Linked DNA regions of Zea mays: region 2 is linked to region 1. Evidence: chromatin contacts called from public Hi-C data. All regions are on one chromosome and are shown on one strand. The core of a region is the stretch at or near the end of the contact, and the rest is flanking DNA. Distances in the headings are between cores, read along the strand shown. Region 1 has its middle 79 kb from the start of LOC103650269. Region 2 holds the start of LOC103650268 (Core-2/I-branching beta-16-N-acetylglucosaminyltransferase family protein).

Region 1 (2,973 bases), core at 66-2,565:
CTATTTATTTGTCATGCAGACATGTATTTGTTGATAACTAGCCAATCATGCATACATGTGCAACTTCTATTCTGAATTTATTATTGCAATTCAAGACATTTATTTTTTGTCATGTTGAGAATGTTGCTTGTTGAAGGACATGTATATTTGTTTATTTTTTATTAAGTTTTTAGCTGTGCATACGGTGAATTAGGAAGAAATTTGATTAATTATGTTATTGAATTGTTGAAAATGGTTCTTCGTCATATCCGATGGATATCTAAAACCCGATGGACATTAGCATGGATATGAATTTCTATCCATGGGTATAGTCGCGGGTGGATATTAACTGCGACCGTGGATATGGTTGTGGGCGGATATTTGCAATATCCGAATCTGACCCGTTGTCATCCCCTATCCACACGCTTGCCCTACTCTCCTACCCTGAAGCCTAATGGCTAGTAGCACACCTCTTTGCTCTCTATCGTCGCTGACGCCTGAAGGTATTGTGCTGTCGTCTGCTACACCTTGTGCGTCCTCTCCCTCTACGCCAAGTGTGCCCTCCTTTCGAGCGTGTGCACTCATTTATCTACGTCGTGAGCCATCCGTGCCGCTCCTCTCCCTTCGCGCTGCCCTCTCCCTTCGCGATGCCCTCTCTCTGCATCCACGCCTCTATTTGGTAGGTCGACTCCTCTCGTCCTCTCTACCTATGATTTAGTATGTCATATTTAGCATTTAAATCATTCCACCACCACCTGGTGTAGCTTATAAAAAAATCCCTAACAAACCACAATTATATTACCATTGGATTTAGATCTAACGGACTAAAAAGTCTGCTTGCAGGCTTATATCTAGTATCTATATTCGTTTACATATTAGTCGTTGCCGCTATTAACCTCTTTGTTTTGGTATTTAACTTTATATTATTGTTTGAAATTATGATATATTGATATTTTCCCTACGTTTAAGTCAAAACTTCACTTATAAACGTTTCAACGTTTTAATAATAACCTTGGTCCAAATACACTAACGTAACATGCAAACGTACATCTTACTAGACGTACTTCAACTCTATCAGTCCCGTGGAGTCGGAGGGAGTCAGGGAGCCAACGATGGAGGTGGCTGGTGGCTGCCAGCAGTTGATGCAGGAGTCGGAGGGAGAGGTGGTCCGGTCACCGGTGGAGGCATGGAGCTGGAGCACCGTCGTCGCTGAGCACGAGTGAGATTGACGAATGACGGACGAGTCCACATGTTTCTGGCGTCTAGGAGCAGGAGAGACCGAGACAAGGCTAGAGAATAGTGGAGTGGAAGTGGGCCGGTCTGCAGTTGCAGCCCTAAGGCCTAATGGGCTGGCTGAGAGCTGAAACCTAAGCCTTTTAAATTTAAGTCGTCCACGACTCATGTAGTGCGATTAATCGTCCGCGTCATACTAATGAATCGTTATTAAGTCGACCAAGTCGTGTCGAACTATATACCAATACTAAAAAACCGATACTGCCGACTAATTATGATTAGTTCCGACGACTTGAAAACACTGCTTGCAAGGATGTGTCCTTTAATAACCGCGCGTGCATTCGTTTCGTATTTGGGTTGGGAATGCATTTCCCTCTTCGTGTTTGCTTGTCGATGGCATAATAAATGGAGAGCCATTTCAGCCTTTGTTCTTCAACCTGTACACTTCGTTTAAGCTTCGTCGTGGTTACATCGTGTACTTATTTCTAGGTGATGTACAGGTGGTAGCTGATAATGCTTCCATATATCCTCTCGACCTCGATAGGACAGAAAGAGGGCCCCGGCCGGACCAACTACTACTCAGTTGAATGCAAGATTTTTGAGATGATCTAGCTAGTTTACGTCTCTTCGCAATTGTTATTGTTGAAACGGTTAAGCTCTCGATTTAATCTAGTTTATTTCTCAAGCGGATACCACAGCCAGTTCTGGATCTTCTATTTCTATTACTTATCACATATGTCTCTGTTAAACGTTCTTTGTGATTCTTATCCAGTTGGTTACGCTGCTTTAAGATCACCAACCACTTTCTGAAAATCGCAGAGGAGCTCTGCTGCCCAACAAGGGTAAGCCTTCTGTTCTGTCTATTGCCATCAGAGTTCAACCTCCTCCCTGTTTCAGAAAAACTGCCTAGCTACACCTGACCTGGACTCTCAGAGTGCTATGTCCTGCAATAATCTACAGGTAACTTGTTTGTGTTGATACGTTCTTTCCTGCGTTCGAGCAAGACATAGACATAGTTGAAAGGACAACTGACCCTCCTCACTCTGTAGTCTTTTCGGTGCAGCAACCGTACCGCCAGCCAGTTTGACGGTGCAGTGTGGTATGGTGTTTGCTGTCAGTGGCATCATAAGACTATCCGCAGTGGTTTTCCTAATTTTTTTTCCTTATATCATTTTTTTATGTCATATCATTAACAGTTTATCCCGTATTTTTTTATCTCCCGCAGCGGTTCCCTCTAAATACTTCTCCTATACCCCACTATAACCATAAAATATCATTTTCTATACCTACTTTTTATCCACTATCAATTTTTCATCTACTAACAATTCATGGGGGCCCCACAGCTGCAGTACCAAATAGTGTTAGGGCGCGTGAACAGTGACACGCCACATCTAGAGGGAGAGAGAAGAGGTCCACTCGCTAGGGGGCTCGGTAGAGGTGTCCGTTGCAGGTGGTAGAGGGCAACTGTTGCCCCTAGCGCATGAATAGTAATAGGGAGGGAGGTCGTAGCGTGCACCGTTGCAGTCAGCCTAACATTTTAGAGGTCCAGGGCAAGAATTATAAAAAAGGTCGTTTATAATAATAATTATTACACATAAATATAATGTGTGTGTATATATATATATATTATTTACAATTGTGCGAGAGATAGAGATGAAACGTCAAACGCCGTTGTCTCGCTACACGCTGAAAGCCTAGACGGCTAGACTTAAGACTATAAAATACTACTACTAGAATAACCAAGATTGGTAGGTTATACCT
Region 2 (2,700 bases), core at 93-2,592, 320 kb after region 1:
TAAAAAATCATTCAAACTCAACACGATACGAAGCCATATGCAGTGTGACACTTTTATATAGTACCACTCCATTAAATGAAGGAGGACGAACGATCGAGTGAGCTATAAAGAAAGAGAGTCGAGTTTTTTTTCAACTCGTACCTTTTTCAACCTTTTGCATAAAGTAAATTATAATATTTATTTTTATTAATTTAATATTAATATCTGGTATATAGATCGTATATTTAATTTGATGTTAAATTTATTTACCCTCTAGACTGGCTTATTAGGTTCTCTTGTCAGTGACTAGAGATGGCAATGGGTACCCAAAACCCGAAACCCGATGGGTTTTTACCCCATTAGGGTACGGGTTTGGGTCAATTTTCATACCCATGGGTTTGTTAATGGGCATAAATCTATACCCGGCGGGTTTATGGGTACGGGTTTGTTCCTATAGTACCCAAACCCGTGAACCCGTGGGTTTTTTAAACCCGACCAAACCTAGTGCATATTGTCATTTTATTTTATAAATGACCAACAAACTTGTTATTCCTTATTTACTTCATAATTTTTATTAATTGATGAATGTATCAGTAGTCGATGAGAGTGTTGCTTGCTTGCTATTATAGTTTTTACTAGCGTTATATATGTGGTGGATGGATAACTTAGTGCAAGGTCACTTAATTATACAACTTATTATTTGTATTTCATTCTCTCTACTAATAATTTTTATACCAAATCATGAACTCGTTGTTCATTACATAGATTTTGGATCATGATCTCATTAATCATTACGATACTTATTGATTATGAGAAGAACAAGTATATTGGAGATGAAACCCACGGGTAACTCATGGGTACCCGCTAACCCGATGGGTACGGGTTTGGGCAAAATCTCAAACCCGTCATGGGTACGGGTTTTTAATGGGCATGGATATTTTTCACGGGTACAGGTTTGGGACGGCAAAACCCAGCGGGTTTATACCCGTTGCCATCTCTATCAGTGACACATCACTGCTAGTAACACCTGGCCCAATTCAATCAATAACACCACATTAAATATCATTGTATGCCATAACAATAATTAATACCATCAAATATAACAATAATTAATACCATCAAATATGATTATGTGCCTTATCAAACACAAGTACTTCAAAAGCATCCTGTTTATTTGACTTTAATCCCTACCCGTTTCTACTATTTTTATAGTATTTTTGTTTCTATAAATTAGAGTTGTACCGTTTTAAACACCTAACTTTAATCCGAACCAATAAGCTATTAATTATTATTGGATTTTAATGGGAATTGGGATACATCAAATCATTTAATTAAGATGATTGATTGCACGGATATTATATTTACGGATATTATATTTACGGTACCCCTTGTGTCCGGATAAAAGGCAGCGAGCGCCATCGTTCATCACTCCCTCGTCCCCCTTCCACTTTCCCCACCTCACCCGGTCACCCCTTCTCTGCCTCGTCTCCACTCCTCCCCCCGCCGCCCTCGCCCCAGAGCCCCGCCGCGCGATTGGGCTCTGCACCCTCCTCGGATCCGCTGCCGCACGTCGTCGCCAATCGACATTCCCCGTTTCCCTCCGCCGGTTCCCGTTGCTGCGCCTGCCTGCTTTACCCCCTTACCGTTTCCTGACCCTGTCCTGGTTCGCGGGTTTCCCGAATTCGCGCGCTCTTGCGGCGGCGAGATCCGGCCCGCTCGTCGTAGGGAGAGGGAGCCGACCGCTCCTGATCCGAGCCGCGCCCCGCGGGGGTTTCGTATCCCGTTCTCCCTTCTGGTCCGGCCACAGGATCGCAGTCGCAAGGCTGAGGAGCAGCAGGGGAGATGGCGCCGCCCTACGTGCTGTCGCTGCTGCTGCTGCTGGTGCTGTCCGTCCCGGCCGTCTTCCTCGTCGCGCCGCGCCTCATCCCGCCCCGCGCGCTCCCGGCCATCCCGGACGCCGACGAGACGGAGGACCTCGCGCTGTTCCGCCGCGCCGTGCTCCTCTCCGCCGCGCCCTCCTCCAAGGCCGGCGCTGGCCCCGCCTCCCCCTCGCGTTTCTTCGGCGCTGCCCACCGCCGACAGAGGAAGCAGAAGGTGGCCTTTCTCTTCCTCACCAACTCCGACCTCGTCTTCGCCCCGCTCTGGGAGAGGTTCTTCGCGGGCCACCACGGCCTCCTCAACGTCTACGTCCACGCCGACCCGGCTGCGGCGTTCGCCCTCCCGCCCACGCCCTCCTTCCGCGGCCGCGTAATCCGGGGGAAGGCCACCCAGCGCGCCTCCGCCACGCTCATCTCCGCCGCGCGCCGCCTCCTCGCCACCGCGCTGCTCGACGACCCGGCCAACCACTTCTTCGCGATGCTCTCCCAGTCCTGCGTCCCGCTGCGGCCCTTCCCGGCCCTCTACCGCACGCTCACCGCTGACACTGCCGGCCCGCGCGGCCGCCACCGCAGCTTCATCGAGATCCTCGACGCCGAGCCCACTCTGCACGACCGCTACTACGCGCGCGGCGACGACGCCATGCTCCCGGAGGTGCCCTACGAGAGCTTCCGCGTCGGCTCCCAGTTCTTCGTGCTCACCAGGAGGCACGCTGTCATGGTGGTCAGGGACAGGAGGCTTTGGAACAAGTTCAAGCTGCCGTGTCTCGTCAAGAGGAAGCACTCGTGCTACCCGGAGGAGCACTACTTCCCGACGCTGCTGGACATGCAGGACCCCGCAGGATGC

What was found. Hi-C and Micro-C count contacts between places; a contact is called where the count stands out from the background.
Region 2: a Hi-C map of leaf shows a contact between it and region 1, with 5 times the contacts expected there. The contact joins the promoter of LOC103650268 here to the enhancer-like site in region 1. A contact is called at or near these places in 2 of 25 Hi-C or Micro-C datasets (leaf and tassel).

Annotation. Positions count from the first base shown.
Region 1 is chr3:112,007,041-112,010,013 of Zm-B73-REFERENCE-NAM-5.0, forward strand. No RefSeq gene overlaps it. Among protein-coding and RNA genes, the nearest start is that of LOC103650269, 79 kb to the left of the region's middle. Within about 2 kb of position 1,316, at least 12 of the 20 cell types and tissues checked have an H3K27ac peak or open chromatin away from gene starts, as enhancers often do. A contact at or near this core is called in leaf and tassel, where this site is marked.
Region 2 is chr3:112,322,195-112,324,894 of Zm-B73-REFERENCE-NAM-5.0, forward strand. LOC103650268 (Core-2/I-branching beta-16-N-acetylglucosaminyltransferase family protein) reads left to right here and starts at 1,343. Exons shown (of 2, transcript XM_008675877.4): 1 at 1,343-2,700. The coding sequence starts at 1,822.